Regions from separate parts of the Mus musculus genome. Here all the other regions are linked to region 1. Evidence: chromatin contacts called from public promoter capture Hi-C data. All regions are on one chromosome and are shown on one strand. Each heading gives the region's core, a stretch centred on a gene start, on an enhancer-like site or on the middle of the called end of the contact. The rest is flanking DNA. Distances are from core to core; before and after follow the strand shown. Region 1 holds the start of Kansl2 (KAT8 regulatory NSL complex subunit 2). Region 2 has its middle 15 kb from the start of Gm41398. Region 3 holds the start of Lmbr1l (limb region 1 like). Region 4 holds the start of Ccdc184 (coiled-coil domain containing 184).

Evidence for each region. Promoter capture Hi-C pulls out the DNA fragments that hold promoters and counts their contacts. Capture Hi-C pulls out chosen DNA fragments and counts their contacts.
Region 2: a contact with region 1 is called in a promoter capture Hi-C map of the HPC-7 cell line. The contact joins the enhancer-like site here to the promoter of Kansl2 in region 1. A contact is called at or near these places in 3 of 39 promoter capture datasets (the HPC-7 cell line, cranial neural crest and pre-B cells), 3 of 115 datasets of contacts at active chromatin or transcription factors (acute myeloid leukemia and embryonic stem cells) and 1 of 9 other capture datasets (liver).
Region 3: a promoter capture Hi-C map of erythroid cells shows a contact between it and region 1, with 3 times the contacts expected there. The contact joins the promoter of Lmbr1l here to the promoter of Kansl2 in region 1. A contact is called at or near these places in 1 of 39 promoter capture datasets (erythroid cells) and 1 of 15 datasets of contacts at CTCF or cohesin (the NIH/3T3 cell line).
Region 4: a promoter capture Hi-C map of pancreatic islet shows a contact between it and region 1. The contact joins the promoter of Ccdc184 here to the promoter of Kansl2 in region 1. A contact is called at or near these places in 11 of 39 promoter capture datasets (the 3T3-L1 cell line, the C10 cell line, cranial neural crest and 7 more), 1 of 484 Hi-C or Micro-C datasets (cerebellar granule neurons), 2 of 115 datasets of contacts at active chromatin or transcription factors (bone marrow-derived macrophages and pro-B cells) and 2 of 9 other capture datasets (embryonic stem cells and pancreatic islet).

The regions. Positions count from the first base shown.
Region 1 is chr15:98,532,511-98,535,796 of GRCm38.p6, reverse strand. Kansl2 (KAT8 regulatory NSL complex subunit 2) reads left to right here and starts at 1,528. Exons shown (of 10, transcript NM_133714.5): 1 at 1,528-1,895; 2 at 2,021-2,279. The coding sequence starts at 2,029.
Region 2 is chr15:99,007,555-99,010,840 of GRCm38.p6, reverse strand. No RefSeq gene overlaps it. Among named protein-coding and RNA genes, the nearest start is that of Gm41398, 15 kb to the left of the region's middle. Within about 2 kb of position 1,795, at least 91 of the 459 cell types and tissues checked have an H3K27ac peak or open chromatin away from gene starts, as enhancers often do. A contact at or near this core is called in the HPC-7 cell line and acute myeloid leukemia, where this site is marked.
Region 3 is chr15:98,916,622-98,919,907 of GRCm38.p6, reverse strand. It overlaps Lmbr1l (limb region 1 like), which reads left to right and starts at 1,810. Exons shown (of 17, transcript NM_029098.3): 1 at 1,810-2,058. The coding sequence starts at 1,987. Gm41396 (a long non-coding RNA gene) reads right to left here and starts at 1,939. Exons shown (of 5, transcript XR_001781764.2): 1 at 1,852-1,939; 2 at 886-995.
Region 4 is chr15:98,166,272-98,169,557 of GRCm38.p6, reverse strand. Ccdc184 (coiled-coil domain containing 184) reads right to left here and starts at 1,752. Exons shown (of 1, transcript NM_177716.3): 1 at 1-1,752. The coding sequence starts at 1,242. The coding sequence ends at 667.

The DNA.
Region 1 (3,286 bases), core at 279-2,778:
TACCTGAATTCTTATTGGTGTGAAGAGACACCAAACCACTGTAACTCTTTTTTTTCCCTTGTTTTTTTGAGACAAGGTTTCTCTGTGTAGCCCTGGCTACTCAGAGTCCTGGAACTCACTCTGTAGACCAGGCTGGCCTCGAACTCAGAAATCTGCCTGCCTCTGCCTCCCGAGTGCTGGGATTAAAGGCATGTGCGCCACCATGCCGGGCACAAATAAGTTTTTAAAAATGGTGCACTCCAGGTTCAGTGAGACAAGTCCAGATCCTGTCTTTGACCACAGAGACCCCCTTGCCTCTCTCCACAGTGTTCAGATTACTGGTGTGTGCTACCTACCGTAACCGTACCTGGTGGCTTTTTCATCTTTTGTTTTTGAGACACGGTTTCTCTGTGCAGCCCTGGCTGTCCTGGAACTGGCTTTGTAAACCAAGTTAGCCTCGAACTCGGAGATCTGCCTGCTTCTACTCTTCCCCCCCCCCCCCCCCCCCCCAGTGCTGGGGTTAAAGGAGTCTGCCACCACTACCAAGTGGGAGATACTCTCTTAAGAGAATAAGTTGGGAGGCAGAGGCAGGCGGATTTCTGAGTTCGAGGCCAGCCAGGGCTGCACAGAGAAACCCTGTCTCCAAAGGGGGGCGGGGGGGGGGGGAGAAGAAGAAGAGAATAAGGCAGAGAGCCATCGGATTTCTATAGGTGTGGTTGGAATCTTTAAAGAATCGTGAAAACGGAATAGCCTGTTTCTATAATACACTATTCGGCAGGGCGTTGAGAAGCATGCGCTATGCCAGAAGTCATTTTGATTTTCCATCACTTTATCTGTAAATAATGTCTACCTAAAAAATAATGTCTACCTCTTAGGGCTGCTCTACAAAAATTAATTAGTACATATATATGATTCATGAGATAGAAAGAGTTCGAGTGTTTACATGAAATGACCAAGAAAAAAAAATTAAATGAACTGGTTGGTCACCATAGAAAACTAATAAAACCTTTTCATGTGTAAACAGAAAACACGGTCAGCCACCGTCCACTTTTTTTCTTTTCTTTTTTTTAAGATTTATTCATATGAGTACACTGTCCCTGTCTTCTGACACTGCAGAAGAGGGCATCGGATCCCGTTAGAGTTGGTTGTGAGCCACCATGTGGTTGCTGGGAATTGAACTCAGGATCTCTAGAAGAGCAGTCGGTGCCATTTCTCCAGCCACCCCAATGTCTACTCTTCTGCTGTGTAGGGACGGTAAAGAAGTAGCTGCCCGAGAAGACTGGAGACTACTGCCACCAGAAGACGAACCCTTCAGATGGAAAAATATCCGAATCCGGCGACTGGCGGTGGCCCGCCTTTCCGACGGCCCACTCACCGGCCGAGTTTCTGACAGACACTTCACTTCAGCCACTCCCGTTGTGGAGTCTCTCACTGTCCCGCCCTCCACAGGCTAGTGTTAGTTCTGACCAATAGGAGCACAGCACCCTCAGCGCAGCAACCAATCAGCGTCTAGGGTCGCGTTCCGAGCAGGCGGAGCAGCCAGAGGGCAAGCTGCGCGGTGCCGCGCGGTGGGGGAGGTAAGATGGCGCCGTGCCGGGCGCTTCTCCTTTGCTGTTAGGCGCTGCTCGCCTTCTCTGTCAGCTCAGCGCGGCACGTCGTCTCCTGCAGCGTTGGAGCCTCTCTGGTTGCTAGGCTTTCGGGGAGCCAGGTTCTCCGGTGCCGGGAGCCGTGGGACAAGATGGCGCTTGTAGGACGACGGCCAAGGCGCTCGGGTCGGGGCTGTGAGCGCTGAGGCGGCCAGGGACAAAGGCGGCGAGCCGGGGCGTGGGGGCGGGGCGTGCCGCGCCGTTGCAGTGGTGCCGCGTGGGACAGGCGCCGCGCTTCCGGTCTGCTGCTGCGGAGATTCGGCCAACGTGGTAGGGGCCCGGGCGGCGGGCGGGTCGGTGACGGGAGGCTGGAGGGCGGCCGCGGGAGCACGCAACCAGGACTCGTGGCCGGGCTAAGGCCGTTTCGATCTGTCGTGTGACCGCCCTCCCCGCAGGTTTTGGCATGAACAGGATTCGGATTCACGTCTTGCCAACGAATCGGGGGAGGATCACCCCAGTGCCCAGGTCGCAGGAGCCCCTTTCCTGTTCGTTCACTCACCGCCCGTGCTCTCAGCCGCGGCTGGAGGGGCAGGAGTTCTGCATTAAGCACATTCTTGAAGACAAGAATGCACCCTTCAAACAATGTAGTTACGTCTCGACGAAGAATGGAAAAAGGTGCCCCAGTGCTGCCCCAAAGCCCGAGAAGAAAGATGGGTACGTGGAGAGGCGTGGGTTATATGGGTGCCTTCGGGCTCCGAGAGTCGTTCTTACTTTTCAATGCACGCCAAGCACAGGTTGTATCACCGAGCCTGCTTCAACGCCCAAACCTCCTACCGTTAGACTTTTATTACATTTCGAAGCATTTATTTCCCGTTGGTAGTTTGTTTTGTGTGGTTAGGGACACGTGGGGAGGTCAGAGGCCAATTTGCTGGAGTCGGTTTTAGTACCTCCTGGTACGGAAGGACAGACAGAAGGTTAAGCTAGGCTTGCAGAGTCACAGACTCCCCCACCCCCGGCTCCTCTTTTGAGACAGTCTCGCCCTTGCTTGGAACAGTTTTGGCAACCCTTTATGGTTTTTTAAAGAACTTTCATGTGTATGGGTGTTTGCCTGCATGTGTGTTGGTGTACCACGTTCATGCTTGAGGGGAGGGCGTTGGGTCTCCTGGAACTGGAGTGGGAGAATGTTGGTGCCACATGCTTGTCCCCTGCCTTCAGTTTTAAAGTGCAAAGGGGAACATGATGTGTAGAGTTGGTCGTATCTGCGGAGTTTTAGGTCGTGTGTTTGTAAAAAAGGTATTAAGGATATTCACTCTTTGGGAGGCAGGTCAAAACACTCAAATGCTCAGAGGTGATGATGCTGGCAGCAGTGGTGCAGGCCTTTAATCCTGGCACTTGGGAGTTCAGGCCAGCCTAGTAAAAGCATTGAATTCCAGAATTGCCAGGGCTAAACAGAACCCTGTCTCAACCCTCCCACCCCACCCCGCCAATAATGAGAACTGGAAGGCCATTTGAGGGAGAGATATTTAGTTAATCGCTTGCTGGAAAAATTAAGGTTTTGAGTTCTGATTATGGTCAGACTGATTTTAACCCTTAATTCTCCTGCCTCGGCTTCTGGAGTTCTGGGATTGCAGCTCTAAAGTCTTCTTCCTTAAACATCTATTATGAGGATTCACGTGCTGCCACACACACGTGGTCGGAGGGTAGCTTTCTGCTGTGTGGGG
Region 2 (3,286 bases), core at 546-3,045, 470 kb before region 1:
TAAATCCATAAGTACAAACCCACATGCAGATATCACACTTGTATCCATAATCTAACGTTTAAAAATAGATAAATAAGGGCTGGAGAAGCCGGGCATGGTGATGTACGCCTTTAATCCCAGCACTTGGGAGGCAGAGGCAGGCGGATTTCTGAGTTCGAGGCCAGCCTGGTCTACAGAGTGAGTTCCAGGACAGCCAGGGCTATACAGAGAAACCCTGTCTCAAAAAATAAATAAATAAATAAATAAATAAATAAATAAACAAACAAATAAAAATTAAATAAATAAACAAGGGCTGGAGCTCTGATAGGAGTTCTCCCTGGACCGAGGAGATCAAGGAGGAGGTGGCAGAAAGTCTAGGCATCTGAAGAACACGTGCTGAGGTAACACAGAGAAGGCAGCGCCTCTGAGAACCAGGGTTTTCTTCCCAGACTGGGGTTCACCTTGTGCATGCTGGGTAAGCCTTCTACCGCTAAGCCATTCTGTCCCTGGCCTTTCTGCTTTTTAAACATTTGTGTATTTATTTGGGTGTGTGGTGTGTGTTCATGACTTGAGTGTGACAGTCACAGGACAACTTGCAGGAGTCAGTTCTCTCCTTCCACCACGAGGATCTTAAGACTCAAGCAGGCTCCATAGCAAGTAAGCACCTTTACCCCCAGCAGCCATCTCTCCGACAGAGATCTGCCTGCCTCTGCCAAGTGCTGGGACTAAAGACATTTGCTAGCAAACTCTTTTTTCACTTCTATTTATTTTTAAAGATTTATTTATTATTATGTATAAGTACACTGTAGCTGTCTTCAGACACACCAGAAGAAGGTGGTGTCAGCTCTCATTACAGATGGTTGTGAGTCACCATGTGATTGCTGGGATTTGAACTCAGGACCTTCGGAAGAGCAGTCAGTGCTCTTAACCACTGAGCCATCTCTCTCTAGCCCTTAACTTTTTTTTTTATTCATATGAGTACACTGTAGCTGTCTTCAGACACACCAGAAGGGGGCACCAGATCCCATTACAGATGCTTGTGAGCCACCATGTGGTTGCTGGGAATTGAACTCAAGACCTCTTGAAGAGCAGTCAGTGCTCTTAACTACTGAGCCATCTCTCCAGCCCTTAACTTTTTATTTTGAAACAGGTTCTCAACAAGCTGTCCTGACTGAATATACACTTACTGATAACCCAGGTAGGCCTTGAACGTGTGAACCTCTTGCCTCAGCAGCCCAAGTAGGTAGGATTACACGGAACATCTGGCTCAGGGATCTGTGATATTGTTTGTTTGTTTGATGGATGACTGATCTATGCAGCTCAGTTCCTGAACTCCTGCCTCAAGTGATCTTTCCACCAAAATCGCTTATCTCTGGGATCTTAACACTTCAATCTAAGGCTGGAGAGATGGCTCAGCGGTTAAGAGCACTGACTGCTCTTCCAGAGGTCCTGAGTGCAATTCCCAGCAACCACATGGTGGCTCACAAACATCTGTAATGGGGTCTGGTGCCCTCCTCTGGTGTGTCTGAAGATAGCTACAGTGTACTCACATACATAAAATAAATAAATCTTACAAAAACAAAACATCAATCTTCTTTATACTTTTCAGAGAATAGTCACAAACTCTCAAAGCCCTATTATAGAACAAGCTGAAGGTCGAGGGAAAGGTCATCTCTAAAGAATTTTCCCTTGCTTGTTGCCAAGCACAAATATCTGAATTCTGAGTTCAGTTGCTGAGCCTTTTATAGGAAGCTCTGAAGAGTGTTGCAGAGAAGGGTTTAGGTATCAGGAAGAGAGTGGTAGGCAGCTCCTGTGGGTGTGGCTTGTTCTAGTCATAAAGTCTTTCAAGTCAGCAAATCAGAGAAGTCCAGAAAAGCAGAGAGGAAAAAACATCCTGGTTACGGCTTCTCTGTGGCCACAGCTGGGGCTGAGAGAGGGTGAGGTGTCAAGAGCCCTGAAGAGCCCTGAAGAGCCCTGCTTCGCTTCTGCAGCTGTGCTCCAACAGAGGCTCCGGAGGCGCGACAGAAGAGAAGCTCAGTTCTACTCAAGGTCAACAAACTGCTTGCTTCAACTCAAGACTTCTATACGAAGCCGGGCGTGGTGGCGCACTACTTTAATCCCAGCACTCGGGAGGCAGAGGCAGAGGCAGGCAGATTTCTGAGTTCGAGGCCAGCCTGGTCTACAAAGTGAGTTCCAAGACAGCCAGGACTACAGCCCTGTCTCGAAAAAACAAAAAACAAAACAAAACAACAACAACAAAAAACCCATTTATACGGAGTTAATACGAGGGAAACATAAAAGAAAGACATTAGCTATCTCCTTTAGGGTTCACAATTTGAAATGCAAAACTAGTTTCCTCAGAATAAAACATACACTGGCACACGTGTGCACATGTACACACACACACACACACACACACACACACACACACACATACATTTGTTTGTTTTCAGACAGGGTTTCATGGAGCCAATTCTGGCGGTTACTATGTAGCCCAAAATGACTTTAAACTTTTGATCTTCCTGACTCTACCTCACAAGTTTTGGGATTGCAGGTGTCAACTGCATTCAGTGCTTTGTTTTCTTTTGTTTGTTTGTGTTTTGGTTAGATAAAGTCTCTGTCGTCCAGACTGACTTAGAATACGCTATGTCATCTAGTATGACCTCAAAGTTGTGGCAATTCTCCTGCCTCAGCTTCCTTTTTTAAAAATATTATTTATTTATTTTTATTTACACGAGTACACTGTAGCTGTCTTCAGACACACACCAGAAAAGTGCATCAGATCTCATTATGGGTGGCTGTGAGACACCATGTGGTTGTTGGGAATTGAACTCAGGACCTCTGGAAGATCAGCCAATGCTCTTAACTGTTGAGCCATCTCTCCAGCCCCCTGCCTCAGCTTCCTAAGTGATAGAATTATAGGCATGAGTCACTGTGCCTGGCTTCTTTTTTAATTTCAATTTAATTTTATTATTACAGAGTCTCACTATGTATCCCTGGCTGGACTAGAACTTGCTATGAAGACCAGGCTGACCTGGTCTTCAGAATCATCTGCCTGCTTCTGCCTCCCGAGTGCTGGGATTAAAGGCCCATGCTGCTACCCCACCCACTTTTATATTTTATATATGTGAGTACACTGTAGCTATCTTCAGATACACACCAGAAGAGGGCATTGGATCCCATTGCAGATGGTTGTGAGCCACCATGTGGTTGCTGGGAATTGAACTCAGGACCTCTGGAAGAGCAGTCAGTGCTCTTGACAGCTGGGCCATCTCTCCAACCCCCCACCCTCAATTTTATTTTTAAA
Region 3 (3,286 bases), core at 561-3,060, 380 kb before region 1:
ACAGCCAGGGCTACACAGAGAAACCCTGTCTCAAAAAACAAAAAACAAAACAAAATTTAGGGTATACCAGCAAGAACACAAAATCTGCACATGTTCAGTACAGACATAATTTTGTTCCCAAGACTTTTTTTCATGGTGTTGGGAATCAAATCCAAGGTCTTGCTCATGCTAAGTTCTTTATCACTGTGTAACATTCCCAGCCCTAGATGTATTTTGCTGTTGTATTTTGAAGCAGGGTCTCTCTTTGTATCCCAGATGTGTTTTTAGACTTGGTCTCTCATTAGGACTTGGGGCTACATGAATAGGGTTCGCTGACTAGTCTAGTCAGCAGACCCTAGGGATCCTCCCGTCCACACCTCCCCGGGTTCACCAGCCTGCACTACTCATTAATTGTGGGTGCTAGGAATGGAACTTAGGTCCTTCTCCTGTTACCAACTGAGCCATCTCTATAGCTACCCCTCCCAAATGGTTTTTGCTTTGTGTTTGAGATTAGCTGAACCCACAGATGTAGAACCCAACAATGCAGAGGGCCAACTATATAAACATAAATGTATACACGGGATGTATTTATTTTGTTTTTGAGACAAATTCTCACCATGTTACTCTGGTTGTCCTAAAACATTATGTAAAGGGCAGACTGGCCATGAATTTATAGATCCACCTGCTTCTGCCTTCCTAGTGCTGAATTAAAAGACGTGTGCCACAATGCCCAGATGGTTTCTGAATCTCAAAGTAGGACTGGGCCAACCTCTATTTTCTAGTTTCAAATTAAAACGTTAAAACGTTAAAATGTTAAAACATTAAAATTAGATAAAGGCTATAAAGAGAACAGCACATAGCAGGGAGTTAATGTTTGGGAGTTAATGTTTTACTCAACCCACTCACCAATATTCCCTGGGATATTTCCTCAGTTTCGGGATAGCCTGGGCCTGGTAATACATGCAATCAACTAGGAAGCTGAGAATTCAAGGGTAGCCTGGTTTGCATCGCAAGACCTGTCTCAACAAAACAAAAGTTTCATGACATTTTTAAAAAGTCTCCTGTTTTTTTGTTTTTGTTGTGGTTTGTTTTTTAACTATTTGTTCTCTAATACCCTAGGCCTTCCACAAAAATAACTGTGTGAAAGCTGTCTGGAGTGGCAGGGAAACTCCAATAACAAATAAAAAAACGCATCGGGCAGTGGTGGCACAAGCCACTAATCCCAGCACTTGGGAGGCAGAGGCAGGCGGATTTCTGAGTTCGAGACCAGCCTGGTCTACAGAGTGAGATCCAGGACAGCCAGGGCTACACAGAGAAACCCTATCTCGAAAAACCAAAAATAAAAATAAAGAAAAAGAAAAGAAAACGCTATGGACCTTTGGGTTACAGGCAGCCGTCCCTTCAGAAGACCCCGTGGTGCTTACATCTTCTCGACGGGCTGACCTGATCCCAACCTTATTCGTTTAAACTAAAATCCTGACGGATACACATCCTGGAACCAACCCTCACATCTCAGCCGTGGACCACAAGGACTCTTAGTTTTAGAACAGCTTCGACAGGCCAAAAACATCCCGCCTCCTTTCCCAGAATGTCCTATCAGCGCACTCCTAGCGATGACCGACAGTCTACGAGGAACCAGTAAGTTCCGCTCCTCTGAAGAAACCCGCCCAGGCCTTGTGTCGTCACTGGGCACCAAGCCTGGCACTTCCGCGTAGCCGGGCGGCGGGTACTTGCGTTGAAACGTGCTTGCGAGTGACCCCACCTTAAAGGGGAGGGGACCGAGGGGGACCCGAGCCCTTTAAGACTAGGCGGGCTGGGGCCTGCCCCTTTAAGGGCGGGGCGTCCGACCGCAGAATCTGAGCCCCAGATTACCTTGAGTTTCCGTCACGGGCAGCGAGGAGAGGCGCTTAGGCTGGGTCCGGGTGCTTGGCGGGCGGCGGCGGCCTCATCCCCGCTCGTCCTCCCCGGGCCCGGAGACACCCCCGCCCCAGTCATGCTGAGCAGAGTATGGAAGCAGCTGACTACGAAGTGCTATCCGTGCGAGAACAGCTGTTCCACGACAGGGTCCGCGAGTGCATCGTGAGTCCGGGACCTGGGCGGGAAGGGGCCGGGCCGAGGTGGGAGGGGCGCGCCGCGATGGAGACGGGAAGTCCAGCTGCCTGGGCTCCGGAGCACCTCGACCCCTGCGAGCGCCGGGGCCGGGCCGGTGAACTCCCGGTCGGGTCGGCTGGGTCCCTGAGCCGTAAACAAAGCCGCCGGGTTTCCGTTCCTCGGCCGCTCGCCCCTCCCCCCGCCCCTTCTACTCCACCCCCGTGGGCGTTCCTGGCGATGGGGGTCCTCTAGTGTGGAGCGTTTGATCCTCTGGAAAAGGATGGATTTGCTTCGGGACAAGTTAGTGTGCGTGTTCCCCCTTAAAAGTAGATGAAGGGCAACCATGGTTGATGTTGAAATGAAGGGAGACTCGGTCACATTGAGCAGTTAACCGGGGACATGCGATGGTGGCGCGAGGGGCGAAGGAAAAGTGGGAGCTGTAGTGGGTCCTCCCACTAAGGAAGAAAGAAGTCCTGTCCGACGAGATGGGGTTGTAAGAAGTGGAGATGGAGGAACACCGAGGTTTCCCCGCCTGTTTTCTCTCCCCTGTAGTAGTGGTTGTTTTCATTCCTTCTGTGATTGAATCCTGGGCCTCTGGCATGCAGCATGCCAAACACAAGCCAATACAATGACACACACCCCGCACGACTTCCGGATAATTTGTTTGACACTCAGACTGGGTTTCCAGCCATCCCGTGTGAGTTCTCATGTGTGGGTGGGGTGGGGTGGGGTGGGGTGGGGGTGGGAGGGTCCCGGGTCCGCAGTGATCCTGAGCGCATCTAGCCTGTATTTCTTATTCTTTAAGCATTAATCTAGAATTGCAGTTGAACTTTCCATACGGCAGTGTACTACTCTAGGGTAGGAGCACCCGTGGGACTTAGGGAAATCTATTTTCCTTGGGCCTGCTTTGAATGATAATCTCTTTGTCTGCTGGGTTTTTTTGTTTTATTTTGTTTTGTTTTCCCAGAGAGCTCTGCACATACTAAATGAAAAGGGAAGGGTTTGGAGGAGTGGAAGGAGATCTTACTGAATAAAGGGGAGGGCTCAGATGGTGTCTTTCTTCATTTTTCTCAGGCTGAGCTTTAGGCTACCCCTTGGCATGCTTAGATTGAAGAAACGGTAAAGGGGACTAGGTCTGCCCTTACCAATGAGGGCATACGAGTATCTAGCCCCAGGATAAGAGTCGGGTAGCATCTCTTCTGTGTTCCTTGGGAGA
Region 4 (3,286 bases), core at 503-3,002, 370 kb after region 1:
GGCAGGCTCGGCTCTGCATGCTCAGTGCCAGAGCTTGAGCTCTTGTGTCTTCATGCACATCAGAGCCAGCTCCTCCCAGCCTAGGGGCCCTGGGAACCCGAGTACCCTGACTCCTAGGGCCGCAGTTCCCTCCTCAAGCTTCCTTTACCCATCAGCAGTTGCAGAGCGATCTGTAAGGGGGAGAGGTTTCCGCAGAGCACTGAATATCTTGGGTTTGGGGAAAAGGGTAAATTTCCTGTTGCCAGAACAGAATACCCCAACTCCTTAATTTCTAGGTAAATAGAGATTATTTGCCAAAGTCCTAGATGACTCCTTTTTCAGAATAGAAAAAGCAGAATTTTATTTACATAATTCAATGGTCCTCCTGTTTCCTAGGAAGAGGGGAAGGGGGCAAGGTAAAGGGATAGATGAGAGTCCAGAGATGGGCACGTCCTTTCTGGGAACCTCACCTTTCTGCAGTTTGCTATGATGCCTGCTTGGGTGGAATTCGCGATGCTTCCAAAGTCCTTGACTCTACAAATCCTTCTGTGAGGGAGTCTCTCTCCCTGACCTATAAGGACCACGTTTGAAGTGAAGAACACTGCACCGCACTGTTCAGTCCCCTCGGGTTAAGCACTTGGAAACCCAAAGCCAGCGCGGGTAGTTGGTTCCCTGGTGGGGTCTCCCTCACAGAGAGGCCTCGCCCTCCAGCTGCAGCAGGGTAATGTCAGGAAGGTCGGGGGGCTCCACAAGTGGCCCATCCTCCCCAAGGAGACCGGGGCTCTCAGAGAGCTCGCAGTGACTGGTGGGTGTGGCGGGGTTAGGTGTCTCTTTCTCCTCTTCGTCCTCGTCTTCATCAGGATCACGACCCAGCAAGCCGCTGTCCTCGATCCCAGGCGAAGGTGTCTCTGGTTCATGGGGAACACTTGGGAAGCTCCCCTTGCCGCCGGCCACGCCCAAGCCTCCCTGGCGGGGCGCAGTGGTCATAATCTGGCACATGGAGACTATAGCCCGCTGGTTGGCGCACACGTCGTCCGACAGAACCTGGATGTGCGAGGCCTGCTCGTCCAGTGCCCCTCGCATGGCCCTCACGTCCTCAAACAGGGCCTGCAGCTGGGCCTTCAGGTGCTCCATCAGTTCCTTCATACCGCCGTTATACTCCCCAGAGATCACGTCCCCCACGGCGGGCACCGTGGACACCTCCAGAGGCGCTGGCATGTCGCCGCCGTCCTTGGTCATGATCTCCAGCAGACTGTCCTCCATTGAGTGGCAGAAGCGGGCGGTGGCAGCTCTGGGTCGTGTCCAGCGGGCCTCCAGGGTGGGGGAAGGGTGTGGAGGGGGAGAGGTCCCGGGAGGGACGGGGTGGAGCCCAGGGACACCTAGGCTCCCTAGAGGGGCGGGGAGCCTACGTGAAGAGAGCGGCCCCAGGCAGAGGACACGGGCGGGATCAAGGAGGGCTGAGAAGAGTCTATGGATCGAAGACCTGTCTAGGGTCCCGGGACCAGGATCTTCGGGCTTACCCAGGGGGCAAAAGTGGCTTGCCCGCTCGCCTCCAGTGTGGTACCTATGTCCCCGCCGCCCTCCCGGCAATCACCGACAAAGAGTGCTCACAGGTCACAGAGGCGCTCGCAGAGGGCTCGGGGTCGAGACGGGGACCCGCAGCGCGTCAGTCTCGGGACTCCCCCCAGCCATCCACCAGCAGTGCCCGCGAGTGCGGCTGGAGAGGCAGGGGCGGGTCTCCCGGCGGCGCCGCGGATGCTCCCCCGTTTCCAAGGCGACGCACGGCACGTAAATGACGTGTGTCTCCATGGCAACGAGGAAGTGAGGAAGAAAGAGAACAGGGTTCCGAAGCTGCAGTGAAGCTCTGTTGTATGGGCTGACGGGCGGGGCAGGGATGCTGCAGTAGCCTCAGAGAAGCTGCAAAGAGCATGTGGCTGCAATGTTTAATAGGACAGCATGAGAAAGCAGTTTGCTGCACGACCCCCACCCCCAAGCCGGAGAGAGACCGTCTGCCTGGGGGGGGGGGGGGGGCTTTTCACCCGCTCTCCGCATTCCTTCCTTGGAGGACCATGGGAGAGCCAGGTCCATCCTCCAGCGGCCCACAGGACTGGGTAGCGATTGTTAATAATCCCAGGCGAGCTGGCAGCACCAGGCTTGGAGGTGCAGAGGAAGGCGGAGGGAGGCGCGACCGATCTGCTTCTCCCTTCTGCAGCAAAAAAAAAAAAAAAAAAAAAAAAAAAAAAAAAAAAAAAACAAAAAACAATTTTCCCTCCCTCCAGAAAGCTCAGGGTGAGATACAGTCTCTTATGGGACCCAGCTGTTTCTACCCAGGTTGGGGGGGTATGAAAATTATGAAGCTAAGTACTTAAATTCCGAGAATGAAAACTCCATAACAACAGATTCCCCTCCCCTGCACCCTCCATCACGGAATCCCCAGCGCTTTAAATAGCGTCCGAGACGCAGAGAGCAGATGATGTATTTGTGGAATAGCTACTTAAATAAGAGCCACCAAGTACCATTCTCCTCCCCAGGATTCTCCAGCCCACACATAGTGGACTTCAGAAGACCTGAATACAATTTCCTTTCAGCCCTTAATGACTGAGAGACCTCAGCTGACATCGTTTTCTTGACGGACCGAATAATAGTGTTTCTAAATCTGAGTTAACACTGGACCGAAGTGCAATTGAGTGAATTATTAGGGCCAGCGCCCCTAGTTCCCATCTTTAGATGCCCACTAACCACCCCTGTCCTTTGTGAAAACTCCTTCCCCTACTTAGAGGGTAGAGCAGGAGAAGAGGAGGAGGAAGAAAATTTGGTTATAATATATTTAGAGACGACATAGGCTGGGAAGGTAGTCATCTTGTAGGCTATAACACGCTGACATCGCTTTGATAAAAGGAAGCCAAGTGGTCAAAACCCTGAGTTTACAAGACTCTGGGAAGGAGAAGTAAATGAACAGTGCTGTCTAACTGTATAAAAAATTAAGTGTGGGTGAGTGTCATTGGTCACCTGTAGTTCAGTAACTGCAAGTGTGTTTTTTAATTTCCCTGGTTGTATGTCTTGGCGATGAAGAGTGTCCAGCCAGGTTTTTGAGGCACCAAAGAACAGATTCATCTATGCCTGTCTTACTGCTACTGTTAAAATAAAAGCAAATTAAACTATCTTAAAGTGCCCAGGGTCGGAATGTTTACATAAATAACTTAAGACATATATTGGACAGATGTGAGAAATTTGATTTCCCCAAAACAAAGATGAACACACACACACACCATGCAGTATTGCTTTCTAAAAACTAATGATTAATCTT